Regions from separate parts of the Mus musculus genome. Here region 1 is linked to region 2. The links are chromatin contacts, called in public promoter capture Hi-C maps. All regions are on one chromosome and are shown on one strand. The core of a region is the stretch at or near the end of the contact, and the rest is flanking DNA. Distances in the headings are between cores, read along the strand shown.

What was found. Capture Hi-C pulls out chosen DNA fragments and counts their contacts.
Region 1: a promoter capture Hi-C map of adipose tissue shows a contact between it and region 2, with 2.5 times the contacts expected there. A contact is called at or near these places in 2 of 39 promoter capture datasets (liver and pre-B cells) and 1 of 9 other capture datasets (adipose tissue).

The regions. Positions count from the first base shown.
Region 1 is chr19:6,237,447-6,244,100 of GRCm38.p6, reverse strand. Atg2a (autophagy related 2A) reads right to left here and starts at 2,433. Exons shown (of 40, transcript NM_194348.3): 1 at 2,135-2,433. The coding sequence starts at 2,305.
Region 2 is chr19:4,040,607-4,047,372 of GRCm38.p6, reverse strand. It overlaps Gstp2 (glutathione S-transferase, pi 2), which reads left to right and starts at 5,152. Exons shown (of 7, transcript NM_181796.2): 1 at 5,152-5,208; 2 at 5,435-5,470; 3 at 5,683-5,789; 4 at 5,888-5,975; 5 at 6,288-6,391; 6 at 6,558-6,665. The coding sequence starts at 5,208.

The sequences.
Region 1 (6,654 bases), core at 1,184-3,683, 2.2 Mb before region 2:
TACAGTTGGTTAAGTGCTTGCCCAACATGCAGTAAGCCCTGGGTTCCATCTCCAGCAGAGTACAACTGGATGTGGTGAGGCTCACCGTGGTCCTGACACTAGGGAAGCAAAGGCCAGAAGATCAGGAGGTCAAAGCTGTATATGCTGAGCTAGAGGCCAACCTGGGCTACATGGTATACGAGATTCTGAGCACCTTCTATGTGGCAACCAGAGGCTGCAGGGATAGATAATGAGTGCCTTCGTCTCCCAGCCTGGCTAGGTTGTAGCCAGGGTCTCAGAATGCCAGGCTCTGACTCGGAGTCACTGAGCACTAGGCAAGGGTGAGCAGAACCTGCATATAACCCAGCAGCACCCCAAAGGTGAGCCAGAGTGAGGAGGAAGCAGCCAGGTGGAGGAAGTAGGATGCTGGCCCACCCCAGGCATGAGAAGAAGCAGAGAGACCTAGTCAAGAGCAGCAAGTAACACATCTTCATCCTAGACAGGCAGAGTTCAAGGTTAGGTCCAGGAGAGGGATTGATCCAAGGCCAAATGACCCCAGTCCTAGACCCACAGTAGAGCTATACAATCAAGACATAGGAAGGGGATGCTGTGCTGGGTTTGTATCCCTGTCGGCCTGGGAACGCCTGAGGCCATGAGTCACTAGTCTTCTCCCTAAGAACCCAGGTGCTCTGGGTAGTACTCGGTAAACACCCGCTGAGCCCACGGATAAACAAACAAGGCCAGAGCCAGAGGCAAGCAGAGGTTGAGTCAACCTTCCTCTTCTATTGATGGGGACACTGAGGCCTAGGCATTTGTCTTAGTCACTCCAGGTACCAGGAAAGCTGAGGCTGGGAAGGGCTCAACTTGGTCCTTGGACCATGTAGTTGCTTGGAATGCCTTCAAGGTAGGGTTGTAGGGTGAAGAGCAGAGAGGGGTGGGCTTAAGTGAGGTGCCTGGGCTGTCTGGGAGAGGCTAGAAAACAGCCAGGGCCCTGGACAGCCCCCCCTCCCAAAAAAAAAAGAAACAAGAGAGTGGACTGAGAAGGCATTCTGGCTGAAAGCAAAAAAAAAAAAAAAGGGAACACCCAGATGTTGGATATTTTTCTGAGCGGTTTAAGAGGCGAAGGTCAGACACCTCTTATACCAGGCCATTAGAAGATGCCACCATCTCTTCAACCCATATTTGTTCCCAAAGGCATGGCTCACCTCTAGCTCTTTCTAAGTGAAGCTGCAGACCCATAGGCCAGCTAGAAAAGAGAAAGAGGCCAGCCCTGCCACATGCCCATTCTACTGCTCTTGGAGCTAGGATGACCCCATACCAGCCCTTAGCTGGAGCCTCTAATTGGTGGCTCCTTGGCTACTCCCAGCCATCAGCTGTGAGTCAATGCCCCTCACCTGCCACCCCCAGCCTCCTGCTCAACTCCATACCCTAGGCCTCAGACCTCCTGAGCATCAGGCCCAGCTTCTCCTCCCATCCCCCACCCCAGCTAGCCTGAAGCTAAACCTCTACACCTCTCCTGGAGGGCTGCCCTCCAGGTAGAGATGCCAGAGACCAAGTCCTTCCCTAAACCCAAGCTAGGCCCCTCCCACTCTCCCAAAAGCAGGAAGTAGAGAGCAGCAACAGTCACACGAGGTGTGGATCAACACAGAAGGCAGTGACGCTGTTGTTGACATCCACATCCGGGGGCGATCTCCACCCCTTATGCCCAGGATCATGGGGTGAGGAGGTCAGGACACATCTTTCTACAGGTGCCCCTGGCAGGGCTCTTAACACCCCCAAAGCCTCCCTGACTACCCTAGTTCCAGCTCTTGTTACTGCCTGGCTCCCCACAACATCTCTCTGCTCCCCTAGCTCCCGGGAATCCCCTTCCCCAAGCAGCTCTCCCAAACTCCGTATGATGATGGTGACATTTTTTTTTTTAAAGTAACACCTCACTTCCTAGTCTGTCTCTCCTAGAGAGGTGAAGACAGAGACTTCTCTCCTAGCTTCTGGTTAAGTGGTGACGGGCCAGCCAGGGGGCCTGGCGGAGGCGGTCGAGACCCACTGGCCTCTCCAAACACGGTGCCTGTCCTCCAGCCCAAACCTTCCGCGAGGACCCTTCGCTGGCCCGTGCTCCCTCTCTCCACACCATCCCACCTCTGCCCTGCCTCCTCACCCAGGTTTCCAGGTGAATATCCCGCAGGGCAACGCTGCCCTTGTACAGATCCAGGCTGAGCTGGTCCAGGCTGAGGTGCTCCTGAAAGAAGTGACCCAAGTAGTGCTGTAGCAAGTAGCGGCAGACACGCTCTTTCACACAGTTCGACCATGGCCACAGCCATCGTGACATCTCGGGGACCGCCGGGCCCGAGCCGCTTCCGCTGGCCGACAGCCGGCGATCTCGGTCCGGCTGTGCTGTTCACTAGAGCCCCCGGTTCGCCCCGCCGCTTCTCTCAGCGCCAGGCCGCGCCCCCGGACGCCCAACCACGCCCCCACGCTCGCTGCCATTGGTCATTGCGAAGGGCGAGGCCCACTGATTGGCCGCGGGAGGCGGAGCCTTGAAGAGCGAAAAAGGGACTGGGCTCTTTGCGAGATGAAATGCTCCCAATCGTAGTTTACGCTTGCGCGTAAATTCTGAGTGGGAGGACCTTTAACCTCCTTGCTTCAAGCTGCGGAAAGGCTGCAACCGTAGGGCGACAGTCCGGGCCAGGAAGAGTGCGCATGTGCCGATTTGTCCAACTTTTTTTTTTTTTTTTTAGGTGATTGGGAAGAATTTAAAGGAACAGTGACTCACCCAATTTGTAGACAAGCTTATCAGAGGAGTAAAGTCAGTGCGAATTTTGCAGTCTATCTTTTGGCAACAAATGCACATTTGCACTTTTATAAAACTTTTTTTTTTTTTTTTTTGGAGACAAGCTTTTCTGTATTTGGCGGTTCTGAAACTCACACTGTAGTCCAGGCTGGCCTTGAACTCATAGGATCCTCCTGCCTCTGCCTCTCTATGATGGAATTTAAGGCGTGCATACATCATCACGCCCAGCCCTATGAAACTTGCTTTAGTCCTTTATCTTTTTTCATTTGCTTATTTGTTATTTTATCTATTTACATTTCTGTTTGTATGTTTTTCGAGACAGGGTTTCTCTGTGTATCCCTGGCTGTCCTAGAACTCACTCTGTAGACCAGGCTGGCCTCTAAAGCCTGCCTCTGCCTCCCAAGTGCTGGCGTTAAAGGCGTGCACCACCACTGCCAGGCATCTATTTACATTTCAAATGTTATTCCTCCCAGTTTGCCTCCACAAAACCCCTCTCCCCACTCCTCCTAGCCGCTTATCTTATCCATTATTGTTAACAACTCCCTAAAAAGGCACTATTTGTTTCCACTTTTTTTTTTCTTTCTTCTTCCTTGTTCTTTCCTTTTTTTGTTTTTTGTTTTTTCCGAGACAAAGTTTCTCTGTGTAGCCTGGCTGTCCTGGAACGCTCTGTAGACCAGGCTATCCTTGAAATCAGAGATGCATCTGCCTGTGCTTCTAAAATCTGGGATTGAAGGCACACACACACACACACCCATTTCTCTCTTTTTAAAAATTCTGTCAGGTCCCCAAGAAATTCCTTTTCCCAAATTCAGACATTTAGACAAAAGTGAGGATTCCCTCAGGGACATACACCAAGCCAGTCTTTGAATTCCAGGCTAGCCTAGTCTACAGAGGGAGTTCCAGAACAGCCAAGGTTACACAGAGAAACCCGGTCCTGCAGGGTGGGGTGGGGTGGAGTGGGGGATGATAGTTCCTACTTGCTAAGAGGAGCCATTCTGCTTATCTCTGGCAAAAGGGACTATGACTCACATCAATGAGAGTCTTTGGTGCCTAATGTATATCTATCAAGGTCCATGCTAACCTCTTGGGCTACCTGAGTCCCTACTCATAAGTACATGGTACAGAGTCATCCTGGCTGGCAGACCCTGTCCCCTAACCTCTCCAGCCCTGGAGGTTCATTTCTTTGCCCTCTTTGCTTTCTCTGCACCCCTGCTCCCCTCTCTCCCTGCTCTGGACTCTTCCAGATGCCTCTGGCTGTTCTCTTCCTTGCATCCACAAGGAACCCATGCCTTCTCCTCAGCTGTACTTTCGAGTGGCCATGTCCTCATTTTCATTTGGTTTGCTAGTGTTCCCAATTTAAGAGGTAGAAAATAGGATTATGAAGGTTGTTTAGCCCATCACCAGGAAGGTCTTTTTTCCCTCCTCTTCCCCTCCCATTTAAGGAATGCACAGCAGATTAAGGTCCCTCCCTTCTGTGGTTTGTTGGGGTCCTCTCTGAAATAATGGCTTTTCATATGTCTAATCCTAAAATCAATAATTCAACTTTCCATAAACTGGGATCTCCTCTTTCCTACAGCCTGGCAGCTAAAAATGGCCCCCCACCCCCCTTTATGGTTTTTCAGGACAGGATTTCTCTGTGTGTGTCACAGCCCTGACTGGACACTTTCTGGATCCCACTTTGTAGTCCAGGCTGGCCTCAACTCACGTGCCTCTGCCTCCCACCCAAGACACTGCCACACCCAGCTCAGAGAGACCCTTTCTTTCTTTTTCCCTTTCTTTCTCTCTTTCTTTTATAAGAGGATTGTTTATTTTATGTATATAAGCACACTGTAGCTGTCTTCAGACACACCAGAAGAGGGAATCTGATCACTTTACAGTAGCCACCATGTGGTTGCTGGGAACTGAACTCAGGACTCTGGAAGAGCAGTCAGTGTACCTAACCACTGAGCCATCTCTCCAGCCCTGAAAGACCCTTTTTTAAAAACAAATGAACAAACAAACAATGGCATAAGCAAAAATCCTGGCTTAGGGGAGAGACTTGGCTTCTTCTCAGCTCTTGGTAGGTGATAGATTGTTTCCCCACTGCCAGTGACAAGAGCCAATTCAAGGCAGATTAGATTATATTAAAAGCAGGTTTATTGGGAAGCTGCAATCAGGTGAGTTCACTGGCCCCAAGGATTGAGGCCAGGTGAGTCACCATAGGGCTGGGGTGGGGGTGGGGGGGAGAGAGCAGGGAGAGAAAGAGAAGAGAGAGACCAAAATGTCTGGACTCTATAGGCAAGAGCCTCTAGGCTGGAAAGTTCAAGGTTGAGGGCAGGGTATGCCAGGAAGGAACTGAGGGATGCTGGGAGAACCTAGAGGCCAGGTCTGCTTTCCTGGGGTCCTAAGCCAAATGCAAATTGTTAATCTCTGTGCTTCAAGACCAGGTCTGATAGTTTGGGCTGCTCAAAAGCTGTAGTCAAGGCTGGCCTTGAACTCCTAATCCTCTGCTGTCATTTATCATGGGTGCTGAAACTTCAGGCATGCTACATCAGGCCCAACAGGAGATTCTATTTTTATTTTACTTATTCTTTTGTTTGTTATTTGTTGCTGTTTGGGTTGTTTTGTTTTTAGCAGTGTTGGGGATTGAACCCAGGTCCTTGTACACACTAAACAAATACTCACACTGGGCTGTGACTTTGACTTGTTCACATCCTCCACCTTTCTGTTCCGATGGCAGCTCGGCCGCTCATTATGTAGTAGGGTCTTTAGAGAGCATCCAAGAGAAGTGAGTTGGACTCGGTGACGCCAAATTTGTCATCACTGGGAAGTGGAGGCAGAAGAATCAAGTTGAAAGTTATCCTCTGCGACATAAAAGGCTCAGGCCAGCTGGAGAGGTGGCTCAGAGGGTAAGAGCACTGAGGTCCTGAGTTCAAATCCCAGCAACTACATGGTGACTCACGACCATCTGCAATGGGATCCAATGCCCTCTTCTGGTGTGTCTGAAGACAGCTACAGTGTAGTCATCTATATACAGTAAATTAAAAAAAATTTTTTTAAAGGCTAATGGTCTCTCGGCTACCTGGGCTATCAATCAATCAATCAATCAGTCAATCAATAAGATTAACTATAAATAAATTTTAAAATTAACTACTACTAATAAAGTAGATGTAGTAGCTCACACCTGCAAGCCCAGCAGCTGAGAAAGAGAAGCAGAGGGTTGGCTGTGAATCAACCAGCCTGGGCTACATTGTGAGCTTTAGGTAAGCCTGGGCTACAAAGTGAAATAACCAGACTGGTTGTCCTGCACCTTTAATCTCAGCACCTGCTAGTCAGAGAAAGGTTCTGTGGATTCCAGGCTGGCCTGGCCTACATTGTGAGTTCCAGGAAAAGCCAGGACTATATAAAGAGACCCTGGGTCAAAATATACAAACTGTGTAAGTATGTATACAGGGTGTGGTAGTGGCACACCACACCCTGCATAAGAGGCAGAAACAGACAGATCTCTGTGAATTTGAGGTCAGCCTGGTCTGTATAATGAGTTCCAATCTACAGTTTGTCCAGTCTACAATTGTAAAGAATGAGCAAAAATATAAGAGGGTCACTCACAAATTCCAAGCAGTGAGTCCCAGGGCAGCTAGAATAACATCAGCACAGGCACACAGAAAGATATAAATAAATACAATGACACTTTGCTAAGAGTAAGAGTGTGAAAAGAATTGGGTATTGTGGCTTACAACTTTAATCCCAGCACTTGGGACATAGGCAGATCTCTGAGTTTGGGGTCAGCCTGGTCTGCAGAGTGAGTTCCAGGACAGTCAGGGTTTTATAGAGAAACCCTGTCTCAAAACAAACAAACAAACAAACAAACAAACAAACAAACACAACCCCCAAGTTTAAAAAGAGTA
Region 2 (6,766 bases), core at 3,903-6,402:
CTCTTGGTGTCAAATGGCAGCTACATATTTTCCAATAATTGTGGGCCTCAGCCAACCACTTCAGCTTCATCTCCTGCCTTTTATAGAAGAACCAAATCCTAACACTGGATAATCCTATCCTTTTGTCAGTTTGAGTTTGTCAGCCAAGGCCCAGTCTCCTCCTTAGGACTCTCCTCGTTCTTGAAGTTCTTTGTTAGCGCCAGTAACTGCTCACTGATGACCCGGCAGATTCATCAAAGTAGGGCAGGCTCAGACTTGTCTCTCTCTCAGTTCCTTCTTCCAGGTTGCCGCTCACTTGAATTTCGTTCTTCACTTTTCCCAAGACCGTGTCTTAAATACAGATAAATCAGGCTGGGCGTGTAGCTCAGTTTGCAGAATGTGTGCTTAACAGGCACAAAGTTCAGAGTTCCACCCCCAGCGCCATAGAAACTGGGTGTGGTGGGACACACCTGCATCTCCAGCACTAAGGAGGTAGAAGTAGGAGGATCAGAAGTTCAAGGTCATTTTCCAATATGTGGAGGGTTTGAGGTCAGCCTTTGATAGAGTTGGCAGGGCCCATGAACAATTGTATGAGTGTGTGTGTGTGTGTGTGTGTGTGTAAAACAACTTAAACTGTAGAATAAAATGGTGAGTAAAACATTTGTTGGAGACTGTTGAAGACTGTTGGAAAAAGATAAACAGAGGTCGGCTATCTCTGTCTCCTGACTGCCGAGATTAAAGGTGGTACAGCACAGACAGCTATGCAGAAGATAGGAAATGGTACTTAAACAGAGACAATGTACCCATGTGCAAAAAAGCTCAGGAAAAGAAACTCAACACAAGAAACTAAGTTAACACAACCAAGACAGAACACGACAAAATGTCCAGCTGGAAATCAAAGCTCAGTCCTCAGGCAAAAAAAAAAAAAAGGCAAGCCCTCTACCACTGAGCAGCACCACATCCATTTGGATGGCAAGGCGAAAGAAAGCTGCAGTTGTTGCTGCTGCTTCGTTGCTTCGCGCTGGGGAGGTTGGAGGAGTTCTTCCACAATGCTGGTGGAAGCGGAAAACATTCCAGCTACCTTGGCAGCATCTTAGCAAGTGAAATGTGTTCTTCCGGCATGACTCAGCTGTCTCTCTACTACACACGTAGCGTGAGCTCTACTGTTTACCCAACTAATATGCAATCCCGTCGGGCAGCTGAATCCATCATCCCTGTGAGCTCAGCTGCGCCCCAGCTGGTAAATGGATAAATTGTAGCAATCTAGTCAAGTCACTATGATTCAGCAACAAAACCCTCGCAAACATACATATCCCATCCTTTTGCCCAGGGAAGCTGGCCCGCCTCTGGCCCAGGGCCACACCTTCTGCTTCCTCCTGGCAGTTTCCTGTATTTTGGAGTGTCACAGGCATGAAAACCACACTCTGTGGAACTGGAGTTCATCTCTCCCTGGGATTGGATTCCTTCCAGGTGAGAAGATGCAGGGATTCCTTCCATACCGTTGGTGGGAACAGAAGAGTCTCTGGCCTCCTCCCCAGGATTTTAGGAAGTAATTTTTAGACAGTACCTCAGTCTTCAGGTCGGGTTTCCTTTGCAGTCACAATCCTCCCGCCTCAGCCTCCAGAGGGCTGGGATTCTAGTCATACATAATCTTACTCAGCTCAGCCCAGCTCAGTTCTCTTTTTGCACATGTGTGTGTTTGCATGTATATGAATGCATGTTCACACGCGCACACCTGTGTGTGGAGGTCTGAAGTTGACACTGAAGAATGAAAAATTACTGGCCTCTTGTGAGAACATGAACTTTTTACCTCGGAGCCCACCCCCTCCCATCTAAAGGTTGTTCTCGGAACACTCCTAAACTTTTCACCCCAAAACTCCTCACCCTAAAGTTCGACCAAGAACATTTTTGAGATAAAGGCCTCCTGAAACAACCTCAAAATGAACCAGGTACTCCTTAGTTACGTAGAATCCTTTGGCAGAACCCCTTGTCCCTTGGCAGAACTCCCTAGTGATGTAAACTTGTACTTTCCCTGCCCAGTTCTCCCCCTTTGAGTTTTACTATATAAGCCTGTGAAAAATTTTGGCTGGTCGTCGAGACTCCTCTACCCTGTGCAAAGGTGTATGAGTTTCGACCCCAGAGCTCTGTGTGCTTTCATGTTGCTGCTTTATTTCGACCCCAGAGCTCTGGTCTGTGTGCTTTCATGTCGCTGCTTTATTAAATCTTGCCTTCTACATTTTATGTATGGTCTCAGTGTCTTCTTGGGTACGCGGCTGTCCCGGGACTTGAGTGTCTGAGTGAGGGTCTCCCCTCGAGGGTCTTTCAACACCAGGCACCCTCCTCAATGGCTCTCTGCCCTTTTTTTTTTTTTTTTTAATTGAGGCAGAATCCCAAATAAACTCAAGATCACCAATTCCAGCATGTCTGACTAGCTAACTAGGAGTCTTATCTCTGTCTCTCAGGTGATGGGATTACAGGTCAAAAATCTGTACTTATAACTACATAAAGTCCTCTAGTTCTTGGGCCAGATACTCTGAATAAGGCAGTAACCCAAAGTATGGGTTGGGGGAGGGGGAGGGCTAGAGTGTAGATTTTCTTCTTCCTTTATATCTTTGAGAGCAGAGTAACAGGTTCAGTGATATACCTGTAGTTCCAGCACTTAAGAGACTGAGGCAGAGGAGTTGCTACAAGTTTAAGGCCAGCTTATGCAGTCTAAACAGAGCCCACTGTTAGGAGCTAGCAGTTTCCACCAGGCAAGAAAAAAAAAATTCAAGAACACAAGAAGGGCCCATGACCCGTCCAGCAGGTCCAGTTTTTCGAGGGTCTTGAGGGGACCTTCTCCTAAGAACCAAATTGGGGGGGAGGGTAGAGAGAGACGAGGGTCTTGTGCGAATAATGACAAGGAAACCTTCTGAATTGCATCAAGACCCCACTGCATTGAGAAAGGCCCAAGGCTTAAATGCACAAGCAAAAGGGGAAGTACAGATACTTATCAGCAGGAGGGGTGGGGCAATACAAGCAAAAGGAGAAGTACTTATCAGTGGGGGGCTGGGGGCAATAGAATTTGCACATTTTTTAGGCAGTTACACAGGGAAGCAGGAACTTGGTGGTATCAGGGTTTGGTCGGGACATCTGTGATGACTTAGGGCTGGAACATTCTGTGGTTGTTCTCAGAATCGGTGTGTGGTGGCCCGCTTTTGACTCCCTTTTCTTCTCGGGGGAGAGGCCCAATTCAGAGATCAAGAGTTGTCTTAATAGCTCCCAACAGGCCCAGAACCTCAGTGATGAAAACTGGGGCCTGAGGGAGCTGACAGTAGTTGAGAATGTGACGCTACAGTGCATGCATATACACCTGTCCCAGGTTCTACGGATGCAGATGCATCCCAGATACAGCCAGGAACTGAGAGGGGAGTAGATGAACACAATAAGAAAGGGCAGGCTCAGCCTGGGGTCCAATAGGGACTGGGAATCCAGTAGTCCCTTAGCCCCCACACATGTCTGTGCTCTATAGAAGGGGCAGAAAGGCCAGGACTGTGCTGTGGGAAAGGGGAATGGTCAGTATTTTATGATCCACAGGGCACAGAGTCAAAGCCTGGGGAGGGGCTAGGGGCAGGGTTGGGCGTGGAAAATGTTTCTGCATGAATTTCAGTTCAAAATGAGAAGTTGACTTCTGCTCCTTTGAAGTAACTGAGTAGGGAAAGAGGAGGAGACAGACCAGCAAGAACCAGACACCAAAAAAAAAAAATAAATAAAAATAAAAATAAAAAAGAGAAAAAAAGTGAAAAAAAAGAACAAGAAAGAAAGAAAGAAAGAAAGAAAGAAAGAAAGAAAATAAAGAAAAAGAACCAGACACCAGGGCTGGTGAGATGGCTCAGTGGGTAAGAGCACCCGACTGCTCTTCCGAAGGTCAGGAGTTCAAATCCCAGCAACCACATGGTGGCTCACAACCATCCGTAACGAGATCTGGCGCCCTCTTCTGGAGTGTCTGAAGACAGCTTCAGTGTACTTACATATAATAAATAAATCTTTAAAAAAAAAAAAAAAAAAAAGAACCAGACACCAGCTAGGACAGGCAGGCTGCGGGAGGAAAGAGTGAGACACAGGTGTAGCTACCTACAACTGCTTGAATAGTCCAAATCCCCATTACCCAGGGAGACACAGAGAAGGGAGAAGCAAGGAAGGAAGGGGAGACTGAAGAAAGAAACAGCCCTTAGCCAGCCTGAGGGAAGACATAGCTGCCCCCTCAACACCAGAGGGCATGACTGAAGAGTGTGATGTGATGTGATATGATGTTCTCTCTCTCTCTCTCTCTCTCCCTCCCTCTCAGTTGTGGGCTCACACACTTGGGTGTGTGTAACAGTGAGGTTGTGTGTGGTAGCCTTTAGGGACAGGTGTTTATTTTGTTATTATTTTTTTTATTTTTAAAAATTATGTGTCTCTGTTTGTGCAAATGAGTGCAGTCCCCAAGTAAGCCCCAAGTGTCAGATCTGGCTCCAGAGTTCAAGCCAGTTGTGAGCTACCTGGCTGAGTTCTGGGAACTGAACTTGGGTCCTGTGTAAGATCTGGAAATGCCTTGAACATCGGGGCCATCTCTCCAGCTGTTATTTTTGAAGGGCTGAAGAACTAGAGTCCATGTCAGAAAGGCGAGGAACCACCAACTAAGGTTTTTGACATACAACTGCAACTTTGTCTCTTCACTTGATTTTTCTTCGCTTTTTGAAGCTCCTCAGATCTCTGACATAAAGAACACAAAAGCGCAGTTTTCTGGCTATTCCTAGCGAAGGTCAAAGGAGCAAACGAAGCTCTTTGGGCAGGAGAAAGAAGTTGGTGAGTTAAGGATGGCCACTAACGGAATCTACTAGAGAGGTTGGTAGATGGGGATAGGCAGAAGGCTGACAGAGTTGCACATGCTGCAGAAAGCTGTCCAGCTCCAGCACAAAGTGGAAGGGAGCTGGACACACCCTTCTCGGAGCAGGACTCAAAAATGAACCCAGCACTGTGGCCGACTCGGGTCACATGCTAGTGTCTCGGGCAGGAGGCGGGAGCTGCAGAGATCCAATACCGGCTATTCTCTCCAACGTGTTGAGTCAGCATCCGGGGCGGCATCCGGGGCGGAGCGCAATGCCCCTTATAAGGCTGGCTGTCCTGGGGCCTGTGTTTGCTTCCATCCCTGAGACACCTCTCTGACTATTCAGCACTTGATCCCCACTTCTCTCTGCACAGCAGCCAGTGAGTCCACGCCCTGAAGCTTCCCCGAACTACCAGCTTGCAGCTGTCGGGGCCAGGGCTCGCTCTGGACTGAGCTCTCTGCACCGGGCATTTTGCACCAGGAGCCTGGGACGGGGTGTGGGGAACAAATCAGAAAAGGGACCCGGGAGATGGAGCGGGAAAGTGCACCACACTGAACCCTAATCATTCCCCTTCTTCTACCTAACATTCTTCTCCTGTCCCCCAGTGCCGCCGTACACCATTGTCTACTTCCCAAGTCCAGGTAGGAGCTAATGACTGCAGGAAGGGGAGGTCTGGGGTAGGGGTTGCAGCCCACCATTCCTATCTGCCATGGAGAAATTGCAATTCATCATTAATCCTCCTGGTTGCAAGGCTCTACTTCCCTCACCATGGCCAGTCAGTCCTTGTACTCGAAATTGCTTTGAGGCTGGGCCTTTACACTATCCCCCAAATCCTTACCCTGACTCCATACAGGGCGGTGTGAGGCCATGCGCATGCTGCTGGCTGACCAGGGCCAGAGCTGGAAGGAGGAGGTGGTTACCATAGATACCTGGATGCAAGGCTTGCTCAAGCCCACTTGTGTGAGTGACACCCGTAGTGGAGGGGGCAGAGGTAGGGCCTTAGGAGGGCTGTGACTGGGAGGCAGCAGCATCACCAAGGTTCTTGTTCCTCCCTCCAGCTGTATGGGCAGCTCCCCAAGTTTGAGGATGGAGACCTCACCCTTTACCAATCTAATGCCATCTTGAGACACCTTGGCCGCTCTTTGGGTAAGTCCTGAACCCAGGTGGTCCAGCTGGTGGGCAGGGTGGTGGGGGGGGTATCAGTTATTGTTTCAGGGGGTATCTGCCCAGCTGGCCACTCCCTTTTTAGTTTTGAGTTGACAGAGCAAAACAGGGACACACAGAGATTATCCTTGTTCAGGCTGCATCTGTGGTCTGCCTGCCATGGCTTCCTGTTGCCTTTCATGAGCTCAGGTCTCACATGACTACCCATATCCCCTCCCCCAAGACTGCGACCTACCAACAGCCACATACCTGAGGAAATCAGGGATCAGTCATGCTGTCTCTCCCAACCCGCAGGGCTTTATGGGAAAAACCAGAGGGAGGCCGCCCAGGTGGATATGGTGAATGATGGGGTGGAGGACCTTCGCGGCAAATATGGCACCATGATCTACAGAAACTATGTGAGCCTGAATCTGGGGGGTAGGGTAGCCCAGGAAGTAGGTAGTGGTAGGCCATGTCCCTGGGGGGGGGGGTATATCTGGAATTCATTACAGGGCAGCAGGAGTCCAGTGCCCAGGGCACTGTGACAGTGGGAGGATGGTACATCTTTGGGTGTCTCCCTGGCAGGAGAATGGTAAGAATGACTACGTGAAGGCCCTGCCTGGGCATCTGAAGCCTTTTGAGACCCTGCTGTCCCAGAACCAGGGAGGCAAAGCTTTCATCGTGGGTGACCAGGTGAGCATCTCTTGCATTGCCTTTGCCTTGTGGATAAGGACAAGAGGGAGCCATATGTAAAGTGGAGCAGAGCTAAGGGGTGGAGGTGGGGGTGAGGGCCC